2 separate regions of the Rattus norvegicus genome follow, and region 1 is linked to region 2. The links are chromatin contacts, called in public Hi-C maps. All regions are on one chromosome and are shown on one strand. Each heading gives the region's core, a stretch centred on a gene start, on an enhancer-like site or on the middle of the called end of the contact. The rest is flanking DNA. Distances are from core to core; before and after follow the strand shown.

Region 1 (6,012 bases), core at 745-3,244, 100 kb before region 2:
GGCTCAAAAGCACAGAGGTAACCCTTGAAGGAAGAGACAAAACCATGAAGAGCTTGTGGTCCAGGGCATTCACCATACACCAGTGTCACAGGAATGGAGATGGGACTCGATTCGTAGAGCTGCCATCCTGGTGACAGCACAAAGGTGGTTTAGTGAGAGGATAGGGCAGCTACTGAGATACTGGTAACACAGCTACCATAACCAATTAGAACTGTAGCACACTGTAGCTTCCATGGCAAGATGAGGTTTTTGGTTGGTTGGTTGGTTGGTTGGTTGTCTGGCTGGCTGGCTGGCTGGCTGGCTGGCTGGTCGGTTTTCTTCCTTCCCTCCTTCCTTCCTTCCTTCCCTTCCTTCCTTTCTTTCTTCCTTCCTTCCTTTCTCTCTAATCTTTCTTTCTTTAGGCAAGGCAAATTGTGGTGGAGGGTGACTATGGAAGGACTGGGAGATGAATGGAATTGTTTTGCATGGTGTGAAATTCACAAAGAATCAATAAAAAGTTGTAAAAGAAAGGCATGCTGGGTATTAGAGCATGTGGATGCCTGCAAGAGTAGAAAACCAGAAATGCATTTTTAGAAAGACTGTTGGTAACTGCCTGTTGACAGCGTTGTTGGATTGACAGGGAGGGGGGTGACCAAGGCAGCCAGCACTGGGAAGCCTTTGGAAGACATTGGCTTTACACTGAATAACTACTCTGCTCTATGCTTACCAGACCTCCCTCTGGCACACAGAATACTCTTTTCGTTCCTTTCCCAGAGAATCAAAGAAAATTCCGCCATAACACTATTACGTGTTTTTGTGTAAATCAAATCTGTCCAAGATGTAATCAGAGCGAAATGTCAGCATTGCAGACTCCATTATTCATAATGGTATTCAGTGGGCGTGTCCCCTGCTAAGCTTTATGACATCCTGGACAGAGCTGACGGGTACAGAAATGGCCCTCCTGACTCACGCAGCTGCCGAGCTGCCTGACACACAAGCTCTACCAACAGGTGGCTAGTTGGCCCTACTAAATCTTCTTCCAAGAAAGATAGCAACAATAAATCACTGTCTATGATGGCAGGAAAGAAAACTTGGTCACCAAAGCAAACTATCACCCAGCAAAGGGAAGAGAAGAATAAATGGTAACTTCCAAAAGTAAAACAAAGTTTACAGTTTTGTTGAAGCTGCGTTGTCTCTTTAAAAAAAAGGACATGCAGGTTAGAAGCTGCACAAGATTCACTGTGACCCAGAGAGGCAAGTAGGGACAGAAACACAGCTCAGCCTCTACCTGTTGGGTAACCAGGCTGACTCAGGGCAGGGACCATGAACACGAAAGCTGTCTTCTCATCGCTCGCTCATTTTGCACAGCGCAAATGGTGATGACAATTGGGACACACTGAACTGAATCTTAATTTTTTTTTACTTTAATTTTATTTTATGTGCATGGGTATTTGGCCTCCTCGTGGGTCTATGCACCATGTGTATGCCTGATGGTGGCGGAGGACAGACGAAAGCAATCAGTCCCCTGGAACTGGAGTTACAGATGGCTGTGACCCATCAGTAACATGGGTGCTGGGAATTGAACCAGGTCTACTAAAAGAGCAGCCAGTGAGAGCATTTAACCCCTGAGTCATCATCTCTCTGCCCATCTGTCTGCCCCCTGTTAAATAATACCTTTTCTAACATTGCCCAGTAAAAAATTGATATAGAAAAAAAATTGCAAAGATTTTTTTTGTTGTTTCATTTGCATAGGCCACCTTTCAAGGTATCAAGAAGAGATGACTCTTCTCTCAAAATATTTAGGTGTGTTTTTTTTTTTCCAAAAGTATGTAGTTTATAAAATGCTCTGAAATGAAATACAGAGTTGTCTAGTACGGGATAGTGTTCTACTGACACATTTAATTGAGTTTGGTTTTATGTGATTTCCATTCAGTTTTTGGTTGCTGCTGTGAATTCCAAACACATGAGAACTAGATCATACTGCTCTGACTCAAAAGAGCTTCGCAATACGTCTTGAACCTGCTGGCCAAATGTCAGAAGCACCACGGATCTAGCTTTGTGTTTGTCTCTAAAGTGACTACGGCTGTCGCTGGGGGAACTGTTTCCTGCTAATGACATCGCGGTGCTAATATTTTACCTTCTGACTTTGACAGGCAAATGAGGCCTTGACTAGATTACCTTAAGTAAATAAATGTGGGTAAAGAGATTATCTGGCATTATGCTCTATTGTAGTCTTTAAGACACAGGCCCAATATTTTTAAAGGATTAGCAACCTCACTGTGTACCTTAAAGAAAAGACCTTTGCCATATAGCATCCTTGACCTTGAGCAATGGCATACCAAACCCTCTCTCCCAGCCCCCTTTCGTAAGAGGCCACCACCTGTGCAACACAATATGATCTGACTTAGGGAAGGAAATTACATCACATCACTGAGGGGGAAAAATTATTTTGTTTTTAAACTTGAGCTAAGTTTAAAAATCCAAGGTCCCTCCCCCTTCCAACGACCTGGCAATCTGAAAGACGTTATTTAAGTGTGCAGTTTTTAAAACTGAGTTTAATGGGTCTCCAGAGAGCAGGGAATTATGCGTTCTGTATGGGCTCAGCATTGGCGCTCAGCATACAAAGAGCAGCTGAGGAGAAGAAAGCATTTTCTCTGATTGCTGATTTCAGTAATTCGTGTAATTGGGTGATCAGATAACCTTGCTTAAGGGATTAGCCACTGTCTTACAGAGTCATTCCAGTGCTCCAAGAATTCCTTTAGAGATTAAAAGCAAATCCTTGGAATAAGGATCCAATTTTTCAGTCCAAAGTGACTTCTTGGGACACCAGTTAAAAAAAAAAGAAAAAAAAAAGTCAGAAATGAAGTAATCCCTTAAGAAAGGGGATATTTGATAACTCAATAGCACAAATTAATTGTGAGAATGCTCGGGGAATCCAAATGCATTATAATTAATTTAATTCTTAAGAAATACATTGAATAAGGTAGTTAATCCTTGTAAATGTAACTTCGTGGAGGGAGGGTGGGAGTTGGAGGGTTCTGCCCTTCTTGGAGTTCATAAGCCAATCACAGACAGATGCTAATTTCGCGAGGATCTGTCTTCAGACAGCAAATCTCTCCAGGCAGAAGATTGTGTAGGTGTGTAGACTTTATTGTAAAGATACAACCCTTCCGTGTACAAATATACAAAACTGACAAGTACAGGATGACGACTGTTGCTTGTCAGAGTCATAAACTCCGCTGCAGGAGAATGACTGGGCTCTTCAGACCAAGGAGAGTGGCATCAGAGAGAGCCTGTGTGGCAAGCGCTCTGACGCTCAGAGCACTGAGTTTGTGGATGGTCTCGTGGACTGGCTGACTTGTTTCATCTTTTCCCCAAGAGATCCAGAGATACCAAAGCATTATATTTTAAGTCTGAATTCCTGAATTCAGATTAAGCTTTTCTGAAAATAAAAATAAATTTAAATTATATATAATTTATATATTATATATAATTTATAGTATATAATCTATTTATAAATTATATAATTTACTATATAATATAAATATCGATATATAATATATATGTCGTCTGTTTTATTTCCAGCTCAGCATGATTCAGTAGGGAGACATTTAGACATTTAGAGATTGGTAGACTGTTAAGGATCATAAACAGGGTCCAAGCTGTGTATAGCACACTGCTGTTTTTCATACAGGAGCCACGAGTCCTCTCGAGCTCTACATAATCAAAACATTGGCAGGCTCATGTTAAGTTAAACACTTAATGGTTCTGCTTGTTTGTCTCAAGGCTAGGGCTTGAACCCAGGGCTCGCACGTGGTCAGCAGGCACCTTAGCCCAGCCAGCTAGAGCATTTAGGAAAAGGAGTGGAGAAGGCGTTGCTTTACCACAGAATTCGATCCAGGCAACCCAAACCCAGCACCCTCCATTGACCTGGCGAGCAGCTAAGCGATGCAGGTAAAGAGCTCGTGAGGGTGCAACCTGTTTCCCTCATCTTTCCATCTAGCGATAATCTCAGAAGACACATGGAACACTGCTGCATACTGGGTGACCACCGCATCTGCTCAGAGTTCCTTTCTTCTAGGGCAATAATCATGGAGTGGGAGCTAGGAAGTTGGAAGCCTGGATTCTGGGCTTAGTCCCACCTCTGCTCTGTCTGTGGAGCCTCTGAGGGTTAGTTGCGGCTCCATCCCTCCGCCCAACCTCCAGAGAGCAGCCTTTGTCCATCCCATACAAATGTCCTGAACACAAACCCCACTAAGGAACATAAACTTAGAACGGGTGGTCCCAGCTGCTTCCAGAAGAAGTTGTCACAAAATGGGAGGAGCCACTGTGAATCACCCAGGGTGAAAGAGCAGGACGGCTTGAAATAAACAGAGAGGCAACTGGAAATGACAATGAGCAGGCGGTGACTAAGGGACAGATCAGTGCTTCAGACAAGGAGCTCTTATGGAGGTGGCTGGGAGGTGGGCAGGAGACCGGAAGAAAAAGCTATCATTACACTCTCATGACTGTGCACCCACATAACACCCATGCAAGGGGGGGAAAAAGAGGCACTGGCTTCAGTACTACCACTCATCCATGTGCCACATCTTCTAGAATTGTGCCCCCTCCTTATTGTTTGTTCCACAGAAGGAAGAGGGAGATAAAGTTGGTGTGGTCAGAGCCCTGACCAAAAAGAAGACCAAAGGGGTAGCCCAGAGCATCAGCTGTGGGAAAAGGGTCAAGCCTGAGGCTAGGTCTTACCATCAGCGCAGCACCATGGGAAGGAAAACAGGGACAAAGTAAAGGAAGGAATGCTGCCTGTCATTAATCTCAGAAGCTTTTTACCCTACCCTAAGGTCAGTAGGTCAGCAGTCACCACCACCCCAGCAGGGAAAAGAGGATGGAGAAGACCTGGAAGCAAGGAAGGGTCCTAAATGCTCTATGGGCTCTTGGATTCACCTATGTCTATAGTATTTATTTTTCACTTTGACTTTTGTTTACGTGTACCTGTCTGTGTGCATGTATGTGCAAGTGCTTTCAAAGGCCAGAGGAGGCAGCATTGGATCTCCTGGAGCTGAGACTGTGGATGGTTGAGACCCATCAGCTGCGGATGCAAGGGACCAAATTACAAGAGCAGAACGTGCTCTTGACTGCTAAGTCACATAGCCAGCTCCATCCATCCTACCTTCTACACTAACTCAAGGGTTGATCTCTCTTCAACACATAGGAAGTACCTACCATGTGACTGTGACCACAAGACTCGGTTACCTGCTACTGGTGTTGGTTTGGGAGTTGATGGCTTCGTGTAAAACGGCTATGGCTGGACACAGGGTCTCCTGCTGGCTTGGAACTCATAGCTCAATCTAACCGGCTGGCCAGTGAACTCACAGGGATCTGCCTGTCTCCCAGCGTGCACCATCACACCTAGCATTTTTTTAACCTGGGTTCCGGGGCCAGTAAAAAGTCATCACCAGCCCAGCAAGGAAAAGAAGCCATAAAAGACCTGGAGGCTAGGAAGCATCCTGAGAGGCGACAGATGTTCCTGGAATCACAAAATCTTTTTAAATTTGTTTTTACTTCTCTTTATGTTTGTGTGTCCTTGTCTGTGTGCATGTGTGTGCAAGAGTGGTAAGCGTTTCACATGCTGAGCTGTCTCTCCAGCCCCAAACTCCATTTTTAGAGATACTTAGAGGATTAATTTGCTGACTCCAAAAAGACCTGAATTTCCTGAAAAAGAAAAATGTTTTTAGATTCAGTGGATTGATCCTAGTGCCCGTAGCTTCTCCACTGCTTAACCCCTCAGGCTGTCTAGATTTTATATCCACAGAAAATATAATTAAGTACAGTGAGCCCTTCATACCTTTCCCTCTGAGGGCTCAGCATTTGGGGGCTTAACAACTTTTTAAATTTTTTTGAAAATACCCCAAAAAATCCAAACACACATATTTTTTTTTCATTTGTCAGTCTCTAGATAATGTAATGTCACAACTATCCATGTGGCGCTGACATTATTGTGAGTTTTATAAGCAATACACAGATGATATACAGTAT
Region 2 (6,119 bases), core at 3,490-5,989:
GGCACCTTTCTGTAGCTTGAGACCTCAGGGATCCCAGTGTGGAGGCAGCCAAAGCCAAAGAAACACAATAGAAAAAGACGGGGGTGGGAGAACAGCAGATTGTTGGAAACCCTGTAGGTAATGCGACAAAGCGCACACACACACACACACACACACACACACACACACACACACACACACACCTTCACTTAAGGAAAGCTAGAAATAATTGTAAAAAGACTGCTGCCCGCAGTAGATATGGCAGGAATGTGGAAATAGCAGGAACAAAAACCCTTTGATGGTGCTCTCCTGTTGTCCAACAGCAGTGAGGTCTCCCCCACCACCACCCGTTTCTCTCTCTCTCTCTCTCTCTCTCTCTCTCTCTCTCTCTCTCTCAGATGGATGGGTATACATGTATGCTAGAATCAAAACGTGATTAGAAAGTAAAATGAAATCATGTTTTCTAATGCAGAAACTGACAGGCAATATAATGTCTGGCTGTGTTTACAAATTAGCACCAGGGCTGCTGAGATAGAGAATTTTGCAATCCTTACCAAGCACAGGCATTGCCATTTAAAAAACTATTACTTCCTTCTCTAGTCTTTGTCCAACAATAATACTGATTCGAACATTTTCCATTCTGTCTTGGATTTATGCTCCTGTTAATTGCGCCTGATCGCAATGATTCCGGGTGGATGGTACTCAGTTGCTTTATTACAGGTTTTATTATACTCAATGCTCTCATTTGTAACTTGCCTAAAGTGCTTCTGGATTTAAGTATAATTAAATTGAGAAATGTTCAGAAATGACTACTGCTGCAGTTCTTGTGTTTTAACTATATGGGGAAATATGATCCCTTTATGCATGCACCCTAAACCCATAAAGTAAATGTAGTGTGGCATAATACTTTTATTTCTGTTATTTCTAGCTAGACCTTGTCCATACAGGGAAGACTGTTAAGTTTAAAATCCCACTGAGATATTAATGATTAAATAATTTTCACCATCGACTTGATTTTCTTAAATATTTAGCAGCCATTCTTATTAAAAGTTAACCGTGGCAGCAATGAGAAAATTGAAAACAACCCTTTTCCTGACCCAAATTCCTTTGAAAGATTTTTTTTCCCCTTGAAAGGTGGGGGAGGGTGAGAAGAACGCTGGGCTTCTTGCTTTCATGTGATCATTTGGTTAATTTCTCCTACTGACCAATTTCACCACAAAGATTTACCACACAGGTATCAAGAATTCCCACCAGCCACAGGACATTTTTGCAAAAGCAGACCTATGTCCAATGCAGGGTAACTCCAAAGCTTAAGATACTACTTGCTATTTGAGTGTTTTCAAAGAACGGGCAAAGAAAAGAATTCAGAGCCTCTCTAAAATCACCGTAACTTCTAGTTCTATTCAAAATTACTTTTTTATAAAATATTGCCTCAAATTCACTAAGGATCATTTTCTAAAAGCATGTAAATATGAACACACCACACACACACACACACACACACACACACACACACACACACACACACAGAGCTTACTAAGCCTTGCATTGGACCAAGTGCCTGCTTTCTGTGTTCCTTGCAAGGCTGTTAAGCATAACCAACAAATTTCAGTGATTAACTGGGCTAAATGAGAGAGGTAATAAATTTTCTATTTTCCTGTAGAACTTCAAGAATGTTTTAAATCCGCCAGGCAATCAGGTAAGTCCATGTGGCCCGTTTTCCTTACAATCTAATTCAGTAATCATTAAACTGTCAACAGACATACCACTGCTATATTTGATGTAGTAATTTGAAATAGCATTTTAGCAGAAATCACATCCAGATACATTTCCTTTCCAAAGAAAAGCACCTTTAACGGTGCATATATATATATATATATATATATATATATATATATATTCCATTTCAGGACGATTGTAAGAAAGTCATAAATTTATAGAGCTGAGGCTGAGATGCTGGTTGCAATTTAATTTTTAAACGTATTTTCAAATTATCAATAGCCTGGGCTACATTCTAAGTAGTACGTGTGCTAAGGCCCTGCTTATTTAGAAATTATTTTAAAACTGCATTTATTGAGAACTGAATTAGAACTCAACACAGCACCCAATAGTCTCCAAACATTTAATTGAATATGCAGTTAGCAGACTCTGATAGGCGTTGGGAACCTAGCTAATGATTTATGAGGTCACCACTTAGCACCCCCAGGAAGAGAAGAAAGCTGCATTTTAATGTCCCTGTGCTCGGATTTGCTACTTATGTCCCTTTGATCAGGATAGAGAAGGCATAACTTCTAGGTTTTACTAATGCTTATAAAAGCCGGTTCAAGGACCTTTTCCTAAGTCTCCCATACTTTCTTTTACTTTGTGAGCGCATCTGAAAAGCTCTCTAGATTAAATGTAACCTATTTCCTAGAACAGCGAGAAACCCCCCCCCCCACACACACACACGACACCTTCAGCAGTGGAATTACATTCTCCCTCGATCCACACACTTTACCGCCTCGGAGAGAAGCTACCTGAAGGGTGACAATCGCCAGATTTATTTGTGTCGGTTGGAAGTGGTGACCCAGGCTTTGTTGAGCGAGCTCCAGGAAGCATTGTTCTCAATTACTTTTTAATTTCAAAAGTCGATTGTTCAAGTGAGTCTCACCCTCACCCCCAACTATTATTGAGGAAAACCAAGGCCCTGAGGGCCTGGGCTCCACGAAGCTTCCCAGCGGGCAGGTGAGCCTAGGTCTGCGTTCCCTCCCGTGGCCTGCACGGCCTCTTACCGGGACGTCCTCGATGGCGTGAGGTAAGGAGTGGATCGGGAGGTCCCCGAGCCCGGAGCCGAGCCCGTGCGGGCCGTGTAAGAGGTCCTCGTGCCGCCGATAGTCCCTGCGAGGGTCCAGGCCTGACAGTTGGTGGGGTAGCCCCCGGTGTGTGTGTAAGAGCCCAGACTCCTGGCTCTGCCTCTGGCCGGGCCAGCCCGGGTGCTGCGGCTGCGGCTGGGCGTGCAGGGGATTCAGGCTGTAGGGGTCGTTGACGTGGGAGTAAGGATCTTGCGACTGGGGGTAGATAGGCTGGTAGGGCGGGGGAAAGTAGGGAGGCTGGAAGTCGGCATTAGGGGTGTGGGACAGCGGCGGGGCGCTGGTGTAGGGAGATTGACCTACAGTGCCCAGCTGGGGCAACCGTGCCGTCCCGTTGCTGGTGCCGTCGTGACGGTCCTGGAAGAAAGCAAGACAGAAAGGGAAGGAAAAAGAAATGAGGCTCAGGGTTTCAGCTATCCTACTTGATCTATTCCACAAACCCAGTGTGGGCAGGCCACCGAACTAGGGGCATCAACTCTACACTGTTCATATTGGAAAACACCCAAGAAGTGAAGCAGGCCTTTCTAAAAAAAAATGCAAAGAAATCAGAATATGTAAATCTAGTGGCACAACAGACTCTCCCGGACATTCCTCTCAAAGGAGGGAAGAAGACATAAAAGAGTATGTCCTGTGCTACAACCCTTAACAGCCGCAGTACCAAACCTCCCTTAAGCAAAATTCAGATAGCCACTAAATATTAAACAGGAGAAGCGGCCTTTGCTTTTCCCGGATTTGAACCTGTCTGCCAAGGCATTATTGTTTACTCTTCCATTAATCTTGAGGGGGGAAAATCATAAACCTTCAAAGACTATTACCATTTCATGACTATTAAATAGAAACATGTTTCACATAGAGGCCGTAAGAAAGCACACGTTTAAATGACCAGCTTAAAGGTTTTAACTGCATGGTTGGGGAGGGGGTCTGTCTTTTCCGCTTCCTCTGTTAGAAGGCTTTTTACACGACAGGGTCGTTTTTATGATATGAATGGGGAGTGAAGGACGCCAAGCCAGGGTTTAAAACAGAAAGATTCTGTCTTACCGGGTTCTTTTTAAAAGAAAGAGGTGCACCCCGGGGCGGAGGCCCCCGCCCCTTCCACCCCAGCCCCAAAGGGCAAAAGAAACCCCTGACTTTAGGTTTCTCAATTGCAATTCCCTTGCAAAGCAAGACAAGGGTGGGTTCCAGAAAGCGGGAACCTTCCGAGGTTTAGCCATCAGGCCCCAGGCTAGGGGACACACCGGGGTGCGCCTTTCACCCCCCACAGACGGATTAAACATCAGCTGTGGAGAGCGTCTCCGAAACTAGTAAAGACGCAAGGAAAGAAAGACAAACCCGGCGAGAAACTGGCCCAGGGAAAGAGCTGCGGGGTAGGTCTGCGTGCGCGGAGAGGTCTAGCAGGGACAGGGCAGTGGCGACGCGTTGGATTTGGGGATGGAAAGGAGCCAGAGAAAAGAGGAAAGGGGGATAGGAATGCAAATGGAAGGCGAGGTCCACAAGGAACCCTGGCCAAGAAGCTCAGGATCTCGGGCAGTTTCTCGGCTGCGGGTTTCTGGAACAGAATTCCTAAGGAAACAGGGTTGGGGGTGGGGTGGGACTCACCATAGCTGAAAAACTGTGAACTAACATCTGCGAAGAATCTGGGGTAACCAGTCAGGGTGAGGAAAAAAAAAAACCAACAACAATAACAAAAGCAAAAAGCAAAAAGCACCACGCCTCGAGCACCCGGCTGCCCGGCGGCCCGAAAGAGCCACACACAAAAGGCGCCGAGAGCCCCGCGCCACCCAGGACTCCAGTCACCGCGCGGACGTTCCCGCGAGCGTCGGAGCCCCGCTCGGATCCATCCGAACTTGTATCACCGAGTCGCGCGGCGCCTTCAACTGGTCGAACCCACGATCTCTATCCTCCCGGGATCGGTTAGGATTCAGAGCTCTTTAAGAAAAACAAAAAGCAAAAACCACCACCAACAAAAAACAACCAAACCAAAAAAAGAAAAAAACCCACCAAAAAATACGAAAAAGTGTGTGTGTGTGTGTGTGTGTGTGTGCGTGCGCGCGCGCGCGTGTTCCTTAATCCGTGTCTCCCCCTCTTTCCTTAGCGGCGGCTTCACTTCAGCTTCTAATAACCGCGCTGGGCAGCGTTCCTGGAGCCTCCTAATAGCAGATATTCATGACTATTAATATTACACGAATACTTAATAAGGGAAGAATGCCTGGAAATCGAGCGTGAAGCGGAGAGGCAACTCGCGCCGGAGCCGGCTCTCAATGCAGTCATTGACGGGAGTCTCAGTGTAGCAAATCGGAGGTGGGGAGAGGGAGCGCGAGAGACAAAAAGCGAGCGACGGAGGGAGCGGGCGAGCGTGCGGGGGGCCGCGGCGCGGCGACTGGCGAATCACAGCAAAGGGGCAACATTTTAAAAGGTTGCAGGGCCTGCAAAAGTGAAAGAGAAAGAAGGCGAGAGAGGGAGGCCGAGGGGCCAGAGCGCGGAGAGGGAGGATGTGTCTGCGTGCGTGTGCGCGAAAGAAAGTGTGGGCGACCAGAAGAGAGAGGAGTGGAGAGAGGGAGGGAGGAAGGAGGGAGCGCCGGGGAGGAGGAAGGGAGGGCAGGAGGGAGGGAGGAGGAGGGGGAGGAGGGGGCCGAGCCGGAGCTGCGGAGGGGGAGCCCGCGGCAGAGGGGGGGGGAGGGGGAGAGGAAGCGAGGGAGGACAATCGGACCTAAAAGGCTAGGGCAGACCTCGGGATGGAGCGGGGGTCGCGCGCCGCGAGCTGGAGCTCCGGGGACCCGCTGGCCGCTGCCCACCGAGTTCTGCGCCTGGGAGGTGCTTCCCGCCGCTCTCCGGCCCCGGGATTCTCTGTTGCGCAGCGGGGCCTGGGACTCGGGACTCGGCTGCCCGCTGCCTCGCTGCTCCTCCATGGCCCGGCGTCCCGCCTGGGAGCAACCCGCCCGCTTCGCTAACCCTTGTCCTCCGCCTGGTCGCGAGTCGCCTTCCCTAGGACCTCGGAGCCGTGCGCTCGTCGGCTGCGACTGCTCCGATCTCGGTTGGTCCCCGGACCGGGTTCCGAGAGCGGGAGCCGGAGCCGGAACGCGGCCCGGGGCGCGCACAGACGCGAAGCGGCCCAGCCTGGGCGCCTCTGGCAAGGGCTCCTGGCTCCCTGCACAAACCCGTCGGACTGGCTGGGCCACTCCCGCCGACACCCCCTAGATGACAGGGCTAGCTCTCCCCGCGCGTCGCCACTGCTAGTCTGCCCGCCTGGTTGTCGGAACAAGCGGCACCTCGCCTCTTGCGTGTCCCTGCAGA

The links. A called contact is a pair of places that touch in the nucleus more often than the background predicts.
Region 1: a Hi-C map of the A7r5 cell line shows a contact between it and region 2, with 3 times the contacts expected there. The contact joins the enhancer-like site here to the promoter of Tfap2a in region 2. A contact is called at or near these places in 3 of 12 Hi-C or Micro-C datasets (the A7r5 cell line, the Rat2 cell line and Schwann cells).

Annotation. Positions count from the first base shown.
Region 1 is chr17:24,338,508-24,344,519 of GRCr8, reverse strand. No RefSeq gene overlaps it. Among named protein-coding and RNA genes, the nearest start is that of Tfap2a, 100 kb to the right of the region's middle. Within about 2 kb of position 1,994, at least 4 of the 93 cell types and tissues checked have an H3K27ac peak or open chromatin away from gene starts, as enhancers often do. A contact at or near this core is called in the A7r5 cell line, where this site is marked.
Region 2 is chr17:24,236,303-24,242,421 of GRCr8, reverse strand. It overlaps Tfap2a (transcription factor AP-2 alpha), which reads right to left and starts at 4,739. Exons shown (of 7, transcript NM_001107345.2): 1 at 4,425-4,739; 2 at 2,751-3,185. The coding sequence starts at 4,451.